Linked DNA regions of Mus musculus: all the other regions are linked to region 3. The links are chromatin contacts, called in public Hi-C and HiChIP or PLAC-seq maps. All regions are on one chromosome and are shown on one strand. Each heading gives the region's core, a stretch centred on a gene start, on an enhancer-like site or on the middle of the called end of the contact. The rest is flanking DNA. Distances are from core to core; before and after follow the strand shown.

Region 1 (2,995 bases), core at 95-2,594, 160 kb after region 3:
GGGGTGGGGGTAGGGGAATCATGAATTCATGTGCAGCCGGGGCTTCATAGTGAAACCTTGTCTCAAAAGACAACGAAGAACTAGGGATCTGGCTCTTCAGAGTAAGAGTGCTGCCTGCTCTTCTAGAGGCCACATGGGATTCAATGCTGTCTACTCTCTGCTATGGACTTTTCCACATATGTGGCATATACACACACATACACACACACACACACACACACACACACACACACACACACACACAAAGCAAATAAATCTTTAAAAACAAAAGGGAAAAACTATACATAGCATTAGCAGGAGAGATCTACTTTACATAGCCCTGGTGTTATTTTTTTGGAATGACTGCCTCCTTGGGTAGAAAGGAGGTTATCTGAGGTCTACATTCATGTATATACATGTGCACACATGTATACATGTGTACACATACATGCACATGTACCCACATGCTCACATACACACTGTGCTGTTATTTCACTTCATTCATAAATCTGAATCAAACATCAATGTAACTCAAAGGCACATTCAGTCACAGACACAGGCCACCACATAACTCAATCAGGCAAGCTGGACCAGGCAGGGGAGGAAGGGATACAAAAAAAAAAAAAACCAGTCCCTTTGGTGACCATTTTTTTTTTTTGCCTATTAACCACATATGTTGACTTTGTGTGAGGAACTAGAGAGTCCAATCACCACAAACATGAGGGTTAAAAGACACTTGGCAGCCTTTCACAATGAATTAAATCAAGCAAGCCCGGGCCTGGGGAAGAGTGTAGCTCAATTGGTAGAATGCACCAAGCCCCGGATTTGATCCCCAGTACTGAATAAAAAGGCCACAGAGCACCTGTCTGGAACCTCAGCACTCAAGAGGTAGAGGCAAGAAGATCAGAAGTTCAAGGCCACCCTCGGCTACAGAGCAAGTTTGAGTCCAGCTTGGGCTACATGAGACTTTTTTTTTCCTCAAATTAAACAGAAAGATAAATTCAACTTAGTGAGCATGTACCCAGCTCTCCAGCTTCCTAGACTCTCCTTACAGGTTAGGTAGAGGATGTTTCTGACGTGTAAAAGCTTTTCCCCTTATCCAGCTGTAAAGATAACCAGTGCTCCCTCTAGTTATAATTATGCTGACTCTGAGGCCCAATCACTGGGTCACTTGATCTGAGAGTCAAGGAAATGGTTTGTTGGCCGTAAGACCCAGAGAAGGAAGAGAGCTAGGGCTTCTGCTCTGCTTTCCCAGACCTGAGGCAATGCTGGCTCTCCCAGCTCACTGGAGCCTCCTGGCTTAGCAAGCTGCAAGCTGAACCCTGGAGGCCTTTCCCTCCTTGCCCTCTCCCCATGCTTCCATCCAGGCACAGTGTTTAACTCTCTTGGCTCTCTGGTGCCCACGCAGGGCAGTGACGGTATGTCACTTTTCACTTTGGGGCATGCGTTCCTTATTCCCCAATTACCCCAGTAACCTAAAGAGGGGAGAGAACCCACGAAGAGTGACAGTGACCATCTGGAATGCATAACGCGGCCGGATCTGCAATGGATTACATGGTCTGGAAAGTGGCTGGGCGAATTCCAGGGAGCTCAGATAGACTTCAAAGTCTGACCACACATCAGTGAGACTGCCGATCTGCTCTGATATTTAAAGTGAGTGTACATGAGTGAATTTATTACACTTTTTATCTCCCAGGCTCAGATGGGGAAACAGGATCATAGGCAAGTTTGCCTTTAATTTCACGCTACACTTTCCCCCTAGATTTTAGGGGTATTACCCCCCCCCCACCTCCTTAATGTAGCACTGTTCCTGACTTTTTTCATTTGGGACTGGCACATACCTTCCTTATCTCTACTATGTCAAAAAATGGACTCAAGGCTATGGACAACATAGCTGGGCAGGGTCATCTCGTTGAGAGATGTTTTAAATTGGGGAGGGGGTGTCTCAGTTCCAAAGTACATATAGCTTCATGTAAGTTCACAGTCTCTCTCTCTCTCTCTCTCTCTCTCTCTCTCTCACACACACACACACACACACACACACACACACACACACTCCTGCTCTCTAAGTCAAAGGTGGAGGTCTGAAGGTCTGAGTCCTGCCTGCAGAAACGTCCTTTGGATGATCCACTCTGCAGGTTGACAGCCTGCAGATACCTGCAAGCATCTCCTCAGTTGGACCAACCTGGCTGCTTCCCACATCATGCAAACTTACTATGGCCCACGAAGAGGCTCAGCAAATGTGACCCGATCCCATGGCAACCCTACTATGACACCCCTCTATGACACCCCTCTACCTCCCAGAGCAGTTGCCCCTCTTCTGCCACACTCTGTTGGGTGTCTTTGGGACTAGGAAGAGAGGAAATGTTTTTCATATGCACATGAAGGCTAGAAACGGGCTCCAAAGGTTGGGTCAATGTCATCTCAATAGCCACCAGCGTAAGCTCTCTCTTCACTGTGCCAAATGTACACTTGAACTCCTTTGGGTTTATAGGTTAATGAAGACATTGCAATGTGGCTGAAATTCCTATGAATGAGTTCACTGTGCAAAACAGTTTGGAGGCTCCCAACATAAGCAAATGTAAAACTAAAGAGCACAGCACATCGTACCCTCCTCTGAGCACCCACAGACAGAAAGAGGGATCAGCATGTCCCATGGATGTCATAGAACCGCCGTCACTGCATCAGCCAGCTTTCAGTTCAGGTGACAAAATGCCTGAGGAGGTCAGCCTGTGGGGAGAAAAGATCAATTCGGCACCTAGTTCCTTTGACTTCAAGACACAGTCACTTGGCTCCACTGTTCTGGAGTCTTGTGGTGAGAAAGAACTTATTGTGGAAAAGAGCTGGGGGATGCTCAACTTGTGGCAGCCAGGAAGCAGAACAAGGGGGGGGGGGTGTCTGAGGCTCCAGTATCATCTTCAAGGACAAGCCCCTGATGACATAACCTTCTTCCACTGGACCAAAGCCCCACACTGGTACACCACCATCAGCAGTACTGGAGGCTGCAGCCAGAGAC
Region 2 (3,104 bases), core at 434-2,933, 210 kb after region 3:
GATCACTACCCTACTACCCAGCTGAGCTTGCAATTGGGATCAGAGGCCCAGTGCAAAGATCTTTTATTTAATGAAACCCACCTTCCTGAGAAACCTACTCAACAGTGCTCACTGCAGAAAACATTGGCACTGATCTAAAACTCTGACTCTTGACTTCAAGACATCCATAGTCCATGCAGAGCTATAAAGAAGGACAAGTGGAAACCGCAGACAGTGGAACACAGCTCTGAGCAGCAGCAAGGAAGGGCAGCTACCAATCTTCTCTTAACCTATGCATATCCTGCCCAGTCCAGCTGGACACACTCAGAGAAGCTTCTGGCTTCTTCACGCAACCTATATACATCCTCCACAGACTTGTCATGGTCCCAAGGTTACTTCTAATGCCTAATACCATGCAAAGACTATGTAAGCAGCCACTGCATTGCTCAGTGAATCATCACAAGGGTGTGTGGGTATGCTTGGTACAGACCTGATCTTTTGGAATATTGTCATGCATGCTTGACTGAACCTGAGAACGTGGAACCTATTGATGCAGAGGACCAACTCTGTATTTGCCCCTCCTCCAACAGGTAGGCGCTGAAGTGCAGCCTTCCACGGGTCAGACTTTATCCCACAAACCCTTTCTTCAAGCCTGGAATTACTCACAAGGATTGCCTCTACAAGCAGTGCACACAAAGGAGCCTGCTGTGATATGAGCGACCCTCCATTCATCCTCCTCCTGGATATTCACTCTGGAAACCTTCTAATCTAAGCGCTGCCTACCCATAACAAAGCTGTACCTGTTTCAAAGGCCCCAAGTACCCATAACCTCTTGAGAATGATAGCAAGACCCAGCTTTGGCTCTGGATATCACCTACCTCCCTATGCTGTGACTAATTGAGTCTCAGCATAAAACAGCTAACCAAGGCTCTCTGGATTAGACACAGTCTGTATTGCACAGACTTCGGCTGTGTGGGCAACGCAACATTTAAAAATTTGAAGAATATGATATAAAACACTCCCGTGTTACAAAAGTGAGGGGTAAGTCAACTAGGAGGTTGGATTTGTTGCATGTGTTCTTCTTAGAGATTAGACAGGCCCGTCTTTGAGATAATGGCTCATAGAAGATTCTCAGTAAACATTTGAAGGACTGTGAGAGTGCATGACACTGCTGTAGGTACTAGGGGTGCTTGTCATTGGCTTCTAAACAACTTGTCACTGACCGAGTGAATAGGTAATGAAAGCCAACCTGAATCATGCTCTTCGTTTCCAAGGGTCCTGGGGACCCCATCTTTCGATACCATTCTGGATCAGCTCTCTGGGGGGGTCAGTAATTAGCAAAGTGGAGGAACACAACAGTCTCAGTCACATGCTAGTGGAACAGTGGAGAGTTGGAAAGAGCCAAAGGCACGTTTAGCATGCTCTGAGGAGCATCCTACCCCTGTTTGCATTAGAGCTCACACCCCATGAGTATATTTTGGAGCAGTTGTCCCTGTCAGCTTGGGCCATCTGTTCTTAATATGTCTTTGGCTTTGACCCGCACATTACTAAGCTGGGAAACTGAGCGGCTGGTGACTTCACTGGTGCACGCGAGGGGCCGAGTTGGGAAAGTCGTCATTTGGTAGGGTTGAATATTTCAGCTGTGGCCACAGCTGTTCACAGGGCCCAGGAATGAGACAAGCTTGGTTTGCTCAGTGTGAATACATAATCTCTCCCCCTCTGTTTCTCTCCCTCCCTTCCTCCTTCCCTCCCCGCACCCTTCTCTATTCTCCTCTGTTCCGTGTTTCATGAGGACGGGTGAAGCCTGGTGGGTTAGATCTCTATCCTTTACAGAAGGACACGGTTGGCACGGAATTGGTGCTGACTCGTGGGATAGAAGGGGGATAACAGAAGTTGTTTCTGTCTGTTGCTGCTCCCCCACACTGGACTGAATTACATTGAGAGAAAGATGTGAGCATAACTTCCTGGCTCGGTAAAGGATATCACAGGGTCTGATAGCTGGAGCTTGGAGATCATCGGAACCAATTTTTTTTCAGTCTTAACCACAAAGGGGCAGTTGCTTCTTCAAGGTCACCTGTTTGGAAGGCAGCAGGCCCAGACTCAAATCCAAACTTCTGACTCCTTCAGATCGGGTTTTCATTGCCAAGTAGTCTTAGAATTTAACACTGCTAAGAATCTAGGCCCTGATTTCCCAAGCTATGGCTAGGGAGTATGAACAGTAATGGAAAAAGAGGTCACTCCCTGGAAGATTTGAGCAAATCAGTTAGATTTGGGGAGTCCCTTCCCTTTAAGTGACAGATTAAAAGAAAAAAAAAGTATGATCTTATTTACATGGTGATCTGAAGAAGCTGAATAACACAGTGGCTGTCAGAAGCAGAAGAGGGGTGGGGAAGTGGGTAAGGGGACAGAAAAAGAGTGGTCAGAGAGTACAAAATAAAATGGCAGGCAGATCTTACGAATTTGATTTGTATCGCACAGCAGGGTGACAATGGCTGACAATATTCCATTGACTATTCCTGAGTATCTGGAAAGGCAAATGCTGCAAGCATTCATACCACAAATGAACAACTATGTGAACTGATCCATACACTGGACACCGATCCCTACACAGACCTCCAACACCATACCACGCACCAAAAACACATGCATGTATTATGACATGCACTAACTATAACACAACAAAGAGCTGAGGGTATAGTTCAGTGATAAATATTTGTGTAGCCCTCTCAGGGGCCCTAGGCCAATTCTCAGCTCTTTGAGAAAAAAGTAAATAAAGAAACATTTTAACATTTTACAACTTGTGAATCTGAACCAAGCAAATGTGATGCTGGAGCTGGAGACTCAGCTCAGTGGCTCAGAGCATGTGGTCCTCTCCCAGAGGACCCTCACTCTGTATCTCCAGTTCCAGGAGATCCAATGACCTCTTTTGGCCTCTGCAGACAGCTGCACTCATGTGGATAAACCCACACAGATGCACATGCATACGTAGTTAAAAATAAATCACTTTTTAAAAAATGTGTGATGCTCTTTGTCTTCCGTGTCTCACCATTTCTAAGGAAGATGAAACTCTAGATCACAGAAGTATCTAGCAGGAAATGATCTCTACTTCCAGTCCCATTTTCTTG
Region 3 (3,073 bases), core at 155-2,654:
CCGTGCTGGTGAACAGGTCACCTAGACTCTACGAATGCCTTCACCTTCCAACCTTCATGGTTGGCCAGAGAGGGGAGGTCTGAGTGTGGGGGTGGAAGTTGGGTTGAGGCACATTGATCATTACATCTTCCCATTGACCACTGCCTGCGAAACTCTTCCTACTGCAGACGCCTGTTTGGGAATTCTCTGTGCCAAGGAATGATATAGGAGGAATACATTTCAAAAAGCAAACATCAAAGTACCCTCTAGCAAGTTTCTATGGGGACCAAGAATGAGATTTTGCGGACCAGTAAAGCTTCAGAGATAGGAAGCTTGAGTTCATCATTGCACCTTTATGCTGCCCATCAGCTGTTGAGGGATGGCTCTCCTCTGCACTCCTTATCTGTTCATCACATGGCCTGCTAAGGGTTTGGTGGTAAAGGAAAGTCAGCACACTGTCAGTGTGTGGTGGCACGGATGGCCATCTTGACTTCCCCTAAGTTCTTGTCTGGACCAGCACACCTCGACCTATCAGATGGGAACTGAGAAGCAGACTGCTCCAGGCCTCTGTGGTCCAGCCTATGAGAGGAAAGAAGAGATTGAGGATGGCCCTGAACAGCAGGGAGCATCACACACATCCCCCGGAAGTCGCAGCTCAAACTTTGCACCATGCCTGAGAATGAGTTTGCCCACAGCGTCTGGCGAGCAAACAAATACAGAAACTCTTCAAACTTCACTGGAGTGGAGGGGTGGGTGCCGGGATGGTGTTATACACCTTATCAAAAGCTCAAATTGATTCAGATCCAATTAGAACCACTTTTGTCAAAATCCCAAAGATGTCAAAAGACACGGAAGCAACAGAAAGATGGAAACTGTCTCCAGCAGCCAGCACACGGTACCCACGGCTTTCTTTTGTCCACCCCTGCCCCCACCCCCACCCCCTAGCTCTCTCTTGTTTTCATCCACAGCCTCTCCAGAGCAGCCTTGGAAGACCTTGGACGACCACAGGGTAGGATAACATCTCCCTCTGAAATCCAGAGAGCAGCTGGTTTTTTACTCAGCAGCAAACAGGAATGCCATTTCCTTACTTCTCCAGACATGCTTGCACCATAGAAATAGCCGGGTCGAAGGACTGAGTATTTCTATGCACAGGCTCCTTCTTTTTTTTTTCCACAGACTTCTAACTTAATAAGGAACGGCTGGATACTGTAACTTTTTGGCAGAGAGAGGGAAAAAAAAGAGAAAAGGGGAGAGAGCCAGAGGGGAGGGGAAAAGAGAGGGAGGGAGGGAAGGGAAAGGGGGGGGCTCTTTTTCAAGACGGAATTGTTTACGATCTTTGTCTGGCTGGTGCCACCTGACCCCCTGGGAAGGGTAGAGTTTCTCCACATCCATCACGCCTACAGAGGGCTGTGTCAGGAGCCCGGAGGCCCTCCCCCTGCCCATCTATGACTGATGAATCACTGCAGTGCTCTGAGACACCCAGGCTGGACTGGAGAAGGTACATTCCCACCTCGCTCAGGACACTGTTGCTTTTGTGAGCACACTCCTCCCTTGTCTCTGCATCTCCCGCCTCTCATCTCATCTCTGCGGAGACCTACCTATGCAAGGGGTTGCTTTTCCCAAAATGTCGCCGGAAACCATCAGCATTCCAATGTGAGCAAAATGGCTGTGCCTGTAATAAACTGGGGCCTAGCCATTAAGGTATCAGGATCCCAAAGAGCATTTTGCAACACAGAGAGGCTGATGTCAGGCCTGACAAGATAGTTATCTGGTAAGAGCACAGACATTTCTCCAACCTGGCTCTCCACCCAGGAAAACACTGTGAATGGCTTAGGCTTTGGCTTTCTCTGGGAGCTCAGTTTCTAGCATGTTGGCAGAGCTCCAGCCTGATTTATAAACCTTCTGAAGCTCCCCTGCTTATCTGTCAAAGTGAAATTTAGATAAAGTTCCTCTGCAAGTAGAGATCAGGCCCAGCTGAATTGCAGCCATTAAATAGGCCTGGAAACTCCCTGTCAAGCACCGAAGCCAGCTCATCTTAGTATTGCATAGAAGAATCTTGAAGAACTACGGCACCGGGTCACACTATTTCATCTCTAAGAATCCCACCCCCGAAATTAATAAAGGCATTCTTTACTATCACATCTGATAAAGTGTCGAAGATTGCTGAATGGCCCTCAGTTCTTCCCAAGAATTACAACAGTTCTGGAAAGTCCTTTACATACATAAACACACACACACACACACACACACACACACACACACACACACACCATATACCAGAAACTGCAAAGTAGGCTTGAGTCCAAAACTAGAGCATGCAGAGCTGTCCTGAGACAGTGACAGCCAGAGGAAACTGGTCCTATCTAAAGGTCACTCACTGTCCCATACCCCGTACACAAGTACACAAGTCTGACACTTAATGTTTTTAAGAAAAGTCATCGATTCCGATGCTTGGGTGCAAGCTTTGAATGGTAGCCTCCGATTCAGCTTCAAGCCAAACAACATGTATGCAGAAGGATCTATCTATTACATAGTATGGAGGTATGACTCTTAGCAATTCACAGTGTTTCTAAACGATTACAAAAGTGTGACATTCCACAACATGGATAAATGATATGCATGAGATGGTAACATTAATTACCTTAGTTTGATCATTAAACAGTGCATATGTATGTCTAAGTTATCAAACTGCACCCCACAAAATATGCACAGAAAAGTACAGTTGGGCATGCAGATTTAGGCCTGCAGTTCTTAGCTGAGGTGGGAGAATTGTTGAGTTCAACGCCAAACTAAGCTAAGTAGCAAATTCCAGGCCAGCCTAGTCTATAAAGCAACCTTCTGCCAAAAGTATCAGTCAGTCAATTAAGCTAATTGACCATCCATGAACAAAGATATCTGACTTCTGAGTTTAAAGCCACGTGACACTGGTTTTAAATATCTGAAACAGTCTAGGACTTGGGAATTTGTCTCTGTCCTCACAATCCAGGACTTTGGGAGTCAAGAGAAGTCCCAGAATTTTCACAGAGTGTCAATCACCACATCCTGTGTGGAGAATGACGGAAGCAGGCCTTCCTTACATAGGCACTCCATGTCC
Region 4 (2,968 bases), core at 334-2,833, 180 kb before region 3:
GAAGGAAGGGCCAAAAAGGTAACGAACTCCAGTCTGTCTTCGGTGAGCTGCACCTGCCTAAAGCATTTCCACACTCCCACTCTAATGGCGACTTACCTTTCTTAATGACCATGGAAGATTGTAGTTTCTCTTTGTTGTAACTGGAATGCTAAAGCTGAACAGCCCTGATATGAAGATCTGAAATCAATATACTCCAGTCCCCTAAAACGTCCTGAGGACCCACACAGCCTTCCAAGATCGGTATAGGTTGGGACATTTTGCACTTTTGATACTTTGGGTTAGGTGTGTTCAACTGCAATGCCCACTTTCTGTTCCTGTACCTTTTTGGATAAGGGTTATATAGTCAATCCTGCATTTATCTTTATAGTTTTACTTTTCTTTTTTTAAGGACCTATATTCAATAAGGAGAAGCTCAGTATTCCAATGGTGGAGGCTGCCAAGGGATCATGTGGTTTAACCCTCAGTTTTCCAGAGGAGGAAGCCAAAGTAGCAGGAGGAGAAGAACCTTTCCCAAGTCTCAAAGCATCCTTTATTAAGGCTCGTGGCCGCCTGCTTGCACAATCTCCGAGCTGCTTCTCTTCCCCTTATTATCACAGTAGGAAAGAGAATCACTAAGATGTAATTTTACTCCTAGTTATGTGTGCACATGTGCATTTGTGCGTGGGTTTGTGCAGGTACACAAGTACCTGGATGTTAGAAGATGGTGCTGGGTCCCCTGGAGCAGAAGTTGTGAGACTTGGGTGCTGGCAACCAAACCCAAGTCCCCTGGAAGAGCAGAAAGCATTCGTAAGCACCGAGCTCTTGATCTAACCTCAACTCTCTGCTTACTATAAATAGCCCTTTAGAGAAGAGATTGTCAAATGAAAGCATTTTAAAAATCCAAATATTCTCATCACAGTAGTATGAGTTTATTCACAGACCCACAGACAGACAATGAAGTGGTCACCAGAAGATATGATGTGGCCTCCTTAGGCCTTGGTTCTCTTGTGCCCTAGGATCTCTGTGTCCAGTCACCAGTAGATTCAGGGATGGGCATTTAGAGAAGGCCTGTGAGACCCGGTGGGGTAGGAGATGGCTTGCAGTTTACAGGCCTGTGCAGGCTTCATCTCCAGTACTGGTTTTCTAACACTGCCCTTCCAGTTGGCATCTGCCTGTTCTCAGTTGTGGCTGTGTGGGGGAGGTAGAAGCGCGTGCTTCCAAGCCCTTGGGGATGCAGTAATGAGAACCATGTGTACACGGAATGCTGAAGGAGCCACACCTGGGACGTATTCAACCCATGACAGACACCCGTGTGGCCAAAAAAAAAAAAAAAAAAAAAGCCAGTGCCTTTTGACTGTGCCTGTTTTATGAAAATATGCAAGCAAACACACACACACACACACACACACACACACACACACACACACACACACACCGATAAAATTGCTGTGGAATCTAAGATTTATGTGTGATTTCTCCCTTCCCTCCCTTTCTCCCCCTCCCTCTCTTTCTTTTGTCTCCATAAATTGCAAAAGGCTTGGCCGCACTTAGACCAAGGAGAGCCAGGGAAAGAGCAAGCCTGAGTCAGAAGGGAAAATCAGCTCTCTTCTGCCTGGCGCACACCCCCTTCCTTCCCCCAGGGACTCTCAAGTTACCTTCCTAATGAAAAACAGGCCTTTCAAAAAATGACTTGAGACCAAATGAAAAACGATTCGCATCTGAGCCTCGGCTGTTGGGGATGGGCCCTAGGATTTATGACGAGGAATTTTGTGGCTCCCTACCCCGCCATCCAAGTCCTGGAATTACTAGGAATATGGGGATAAGAGAGACTGGCTGTAACTAATTCCATCAACAACAAACAGACAAACAAAACCAACCAAACAAAAAGCAACATCAATAACAAAAAAACCCATATACTGACTCTGCATGAACCATGTTTTCGCTCATTTTGCTATGAACACGCGAATAAGCGATCTCCTGCTGCTCTGGACTCCAGGATCCCAAAGTTCTGGGTATCGTTCAAAGCAGAGGGGTGGGGACAGAGGGCTTGCAGGGTGAACACTGCCTGCTGCTGGTTTGGCTGAAGGTGCCCATTAAGACGGCTATTGGTCTGTCCCACTCTGCCTCCTGCCTTGGGTCCCCCCTATTTCTTGAATTGTGTTCAGTAACAGCCCTCTGGTAAGTATACCACTGGCTTCCTGTATACCCTTGTTCCCTGGTGTTATCCTTAGGGCTTTATTGCTGTGAAGAGACACCATGACCACAGCAACTGTTATAGAGAACATTCAATTGGGGCTGGCTTACAGTTCAGAGGTTCAGTCCATCCTTGTCATGGTGTAAGAAACATGGTGGAAGGCAGACAGACAGAAATGGTGCTGGAGAAGGAGCCGAGAGTTCTCTATCTGGATCCACAGACAGCAGGAAAAGCAAATGACCCACGCCCGACCTAGCTTGAACATCTGAGACTTCAAAGCCAGCCCCTGCCGTGACACACTTCCTCCAAGGCCACACCTCTGAATAGTGCCCCTCCCTATGGGTCAAACATGCAAACACACAAGTCTGTGGGGGCCATTCCTACTCAAACCACCAGGAAGCTGGCATTTCCTGAATTGTGCCATCTCAGCCATCCTGCCTGTACAACCTCACCATCCCAGGTCTCCTTCTTCTTTTTCCCTAAGTGGGTTTCTGCCTCTGCCAGGTGCTGCTTCCCTGTGTGAAGGACCAATTCTGCCCCACTGTAGTATGGAAGGAAGCATCTCTGGTACCCACAGGCCCTAAACTCCTTGGATGAAGGGAATATATCCATTGTCTCTGAAACCCCAGCTGTGTTCAGGAACTCCAGTGTAATCATTAAGGTTCGCTTTTCCTATGGCTCAGATGTCTATGCTCTAGTGTTTGCTTATTCTTTTAGGTAGCGTCTCATACCCACCCCAACAAGGGATAATCAATCCAGGGTCATTATCTCTAGCTCATCCAGAATGACAAAGAG
Region 5 (3,207 bases), core at 517-3,016, 240 kb before region 3:
CCAGTGGTGTCACTTCCTGGGCCAAGCACATTCAAACCACCACACCAAGGAAACAAAAGATGCCTGCAATGAAAACTTTAAAGTGCTCGATGAACACCTGGAGAGACGGCTCAGTGGTTGTTAAGAGCAGTTGTTGGTCTTGCAGAAGATCTGAATTCAGTCCCCAACATCTCACATGACACAACCATCTGTAACTACAATTCCAGGAGATCCAATGGCTTCTTCTGATCTCTGTAAGAATCAGTCACTCACACGGTACAGATACATACATGTAAGCAAACATTCACACCCACAAAATAATGATGAAAATCACAGCTGTTATGAGGGTAACCAACTGAGTTTTAAAGTTGGATACAAGGCCCACTTTGTAGGTGGGAGCTCGTGTCCAACAGTGTGGGCCTGGTCAAAGACCCATGGCTAGGGGAGCCATTGGCTCTAGGGATGAGCCTTCTAGGTTTATTTTGCTAAGCTTATTTGTTAAGCTGCATCTTAATAGTTATGCTTGCTCTGTAGTCTAGCAATATCCTCAAGTTTGTTCAAAGAAGTTTATCTTTGCAGGGAGCATTTGCTAATACAAACTCGCGGTTGGTGACAAGGTTGAGAACCAATCACTATACATGCTCAGCATTACACAAACCCCCCTTATTGTCTCCTCCACAGCTTGGAGAACATTGTGGAGGAAGCAGGAGAAAGAACTTAAGATCTGAGGGACATAAGGTGCTGTCATGAGGGCATGACATGGCTGCCACGCTCATGAACTCACAATGGCTAGAGCTGTCTGCACAAGTCTGAGCCCCCAAAACATTCAGCCATAGATGGGAAAGAGTTTCATAGGATCCCCTCCGCCCAGGGGGTGAATGGTGGTGGATGACTGCGGTGGGGGGCGGGGGGGGGGAAATAATTTTCTTCAGTGATGTAGCCACTTCTGCGTTATCCACAATTCAATGGACTCTCCACACTCTAGCCCAAGCTAATGGCGGTCACTAGAGCTGGTGGATCACAAAACAGAAACAAGAGGGATGGGGCTTGGTGGAATAGGAGGAGGGTAAGAAAGAGTGAAGGAATGAGTGTGAACAGAATGCATTATACACACGTATCAAATTGTCAAAGAATAGATTAGTAAAAATAAATTAGATCTCAGAGTCTCTCTCTCTCTCTCCCTCTCTCTCTCTCTCTCTCACACACACACACACACTTCTAGGAGGTGAATACACTTCAGTTTAAATGATAGAAACCTGGCTTTGACTTTTCTTCCTATAACTTTGGCTCCCAACCTTCTTGATGCTGCGACACTTTAATGACTTTAACGGAGCCCCTCATGTTGTGGTGACCCACAACCATACAATTATTTTAGTTGCTATTTCATAACTGTAATTTTTCTACTGTTATTAATTGTGATGCAAGTATTTTTGGAGATAAGAGGTTTGCCAAAGTGGTTGAGAACCGCTGCTTTAACTCAATATTGACTCTTCCCTGTTAAGAGAGACATCATGATGTTTATCGAAGACTCTAATGGAGTTTGGGTTGGGGGAGAGAATCTCGGTGATAATAAATTTTCATACAAATCAATTACTTTAATGCTATGAAATATTTAGTAACTCACGTCTGTCTGCCTAAAGCGGGGACAGTTAAATTATGACGAATGTGACATGTAATTCCTTGGGGACACCACTGGGTGGAGCCATTTCCACAGCAAAGATACAACAAAGATAAAATGGAAAATCGTGTTCAAGGCACAAAAGTAGCTTACTAATAAATTCTCTATGCTTCCGGTCATCTGGCCCACAAGTCTCCAAGCCGGCAATGAATGAATGAATCAATGAATGAATGAATCAATGAATGAATGAATCAATGAGTGAGTGAGTGGCTGAAAGAGGAAGCAATACAATGTAGCCAAAAGTTTAGCCAGTGGATCCTGTCTGTGGCTTTGGCTGTTTTTTGTTTTGTTTTTTGGTTTTGTTTTGTTTTGTTTTTTACACAGGGGCTGTAACAGCAGTCTAGTGGGCTGGCTGCATGGAGGGACGCAGCCCTCTGGGCCAGCTGATGTGATGAGGGAGCCAAGCTACTCCTCAGCAGGAAAAGGTCTTACACTTACATCTCAGAGCATGTCTTGGGCTGCCTAATGGAGCTGCTTCTCTTTTGTTCTTCCTTTTGCAGCTGTTTTCAAGCCTTGCATTTTAGGTGCGTGGGTGTTTGGTCTGACACATGTCTGTGCAGCATGTGCAGTGCCCGTGGAAGCTTGCAGAAGATGTTGAATTTCCTAGAACTGGAGTTATAGACACTTCGGAGCCACCTTAACAGTGCTGGGAGTCGAACTCCGGTCCTCTGGAGGAGCAGCCAGTCCTCTTACCCTCCAGGTACCTCTCGTAGGTTTTTTTTTTTTTTTTTTTTTTTTGACATATCAAATTTGACAAGTCAAATTTGTCTCCTGATTGAAAAGTTTTCACAGAGACATCATGGAGTTGGCTGGCTTACCCCAGAGTTTTCCACATTAAAATCATTTAACACAGAAACTATCAAAGATGACCAAATGAAAGGTGTCATTTATAATCCCAAGAGAGGGGTTCCCTTTGCTTAGAAGGCATTCTTTTTGGCTCTGAGAAAGGGCAGCTGAGGTCAGCTCAGGCTGCTGTACAGCCTGCTCCAGAGGCCCACACAGCCCACAGACAGAGGCCCACCCGGCCCACGGACAGAAACCCACTACCTCTGCTCATCAACTGCCACAGTGCTCTCTTTCTGATTATTTTCTTGGCTAAAAAACAGCACCAAAAGAGAGGTAATTAAAAAAAATTGACTTCTGGCAATGGTTTCCTATGCCAAGGGAAGCGAGAGAGCCCAATTTTATTGCCCCATGAGTCAGTTTTGTCTGTTACTGTAAAAAGATTGTTATGAAACTCATCAAATATTACTTCAGAGGAGAGCCAGTGTTTGTGATCTGTTCAGAAAACAAATTAATCAAGACACTTCCGGACGGGTCCTGGCTTCACTGGCTGAAGTGGTATTTACGTAGCCACCTTCCAGAACCTTCTCCCACACTTCCTTGGAAGGAAAGTTCAGGAAAACAGACTGTCTGGGACTAGAGTCAGTGCTGAATGACATGAAGAAAGCAGCCTGCCTTTCTCCAAGTTCAGCTTAGCTCAAGAGGGGACTGAGCAGCCAGATGAAGGTGCAGGCTGGGCACAGAGAACCCTGGTAGTCTGCAGGCCA

The links. A called contact is a pair of places that touch in the nucleus more often than the background predicts. HiChIP or PLAC-seq counts read pairs in DNA pulled down with a chosen protein or histone mark.
Region 1: a contact with region 3 is called in a Hi-C map of cranial neural crest, with 1.8 times the contacts expected there. The contact joins two enhancer-like sites. A contact is called at or near these places in 2 of 484 Hi-C or Micro-C datasets (cranial neural crest and nephron progenitors) and 1 of 9 other capture datasets (embryonic stem cells).
Region 2: a contact with region 3 is called in a Hi-C map of uterus, with 2.6 times the contacts expected there. The contact joins two enhancer-like sites. A contact is called at or near these places in 1 of 39 promoter capture datasets (second pharyngeal arch cranial neural crest), 2 of 484 Hi-C or Micro-C datasets (the N1E-115 cell line and uterus) and 1 of 115 datasets of contacts at active chromatin or transcription factors (fibro-adipogenic progenitors).
Region 4: a Hi-C map of the C2C12 cell line shows a contact between it and region 3, with 1.6 times the contacts expected there. The contact joins two enhancer-like sites. A contact is called at or near these places in 4 of 39 promoter capture datasets (cranial neural crest, frontonasal cranial neural crest, maxillary cranial neural crest and 1 more), 1 of 15 datasets of contacts at CTCF or cohesin (the NIH/3T3 cell line) and 2 of 484 Hi-C or Micro-C datasets (the 3T3-L1 cell line and the C2C12 cell line).
Region 5: a contact with region 3 is called in an H3K27ac HiChIP or PLAC-seq map of the NIH/3T3 cell line, with 6 times the contacts expected there. The contact joins two enhancer-like sites. A contact is called at or near these places in 5 of 39 promoter capture datasets (the 3T3-L1 cell line, cranial neural crest, frontonasal cranial neural crest and 2 more), 1 of 15 datasets of contacts at CTCF or cohesin (the NIH/3T3 cell line), 10 of 484 Hi-C or Micro-C datasets (the 3T3-L1 cell line, the N1E-115 cell line, brown adipocytes and 4 more), 2 of 115 datasets of contacts at active chromatin or transcription factors (the NIH/3T3 cell line and fibro-adipogenic progenitors) and 1 of 9 other capture datasets (embryonic stem cells).

Annotation. Positions count from the first base shown.
Region 1 is chr13:60,067,825-60,070,819 of GRCm38.p6, reverse strand. The region is part of intron 1 of A530065N20Rik (RIKEN cDNA A530046M15 gene); the gene reads right to left. Among named protein-coding and RNA genes, the nearest start is that of Gm35193, 24 kb to the right of the region's middle. Within about 2 kb of position 1,344, at least 39 of the 459 cell types and tissues checked have an H3K27ac peak or open chromatin away from gene starts, as enhancers often do.
Region 2 is chr13:60,011,085-60,014,188 of GRCm38.p6, reverse strand. No RefSeq gene overlaps it. Among named protein-coding and RNA genes, the nearest start is that of A530065N20Rik, 17 kb to the left of the region's middle. Within about 2 kb of position 1,683, at least 36 of the 459 cell types and tissues checked have an H3K27ac peak or open chromatin away from gene starts, as enhancers often do. A contact at or near this core is called in uterus, where this site is marked.
Region 3 is chr13:60,224,697-60,227,769 of GRCm38.p6, reverse strand. No RefSeq gene overlaps it. Among named protein-coding and RNA genes, the nearest start is that of Gm5084, 21 kb to the right of the region's middle. Within about 2 kb of position 1,404, at least 77 of the 459 cell types and tissues checked have an H3K27ac peak or open chromatin away from gene starts, as enhancers often do. A contact at or near this core is called in the C2C12 cell line, the N1E-115 cell line, the NIH/3T3 cell line and 2 more, where this site is marked.
Region 4 is chr13:60,408,511-60,411,478 of GRCm38.p6, reverse strand. No RefSeq gene overlaps it. Among named protein-coding and RNA genes, the nearest start is that of Gm35333, 25 kb to the left of the region's middle. Within about 2 kb of position 1,583, at least 98 of the 459 cell types and tissues checked have an H3K27ac peak or open chromatin away from gene starts, as enhancers often do. A contact at or near this core is called in the C2C12 cell line and the NIH/3T3 cell line, where this site is marked.
Region 5 is chr13:60,466,865-60,470,071 of GRCm38.p6, reverse strand. No RefSeq gene overlaps it. Among named protein-coding and RNA genes, the nearest start is that of Gm35333, 34 kb to the right of the region's middle. Within about 2 kb of position 1,766, at least 41 of the 459 cell types and tissues checked have an H3K27ac peak or open chromatin away from gene starts, as enhancers often do. A contact at or near this core is called in the N1E-115 cell line, the NIH/3T3 cell line, embryonic fibroblasts and 1 more, where this site is marked.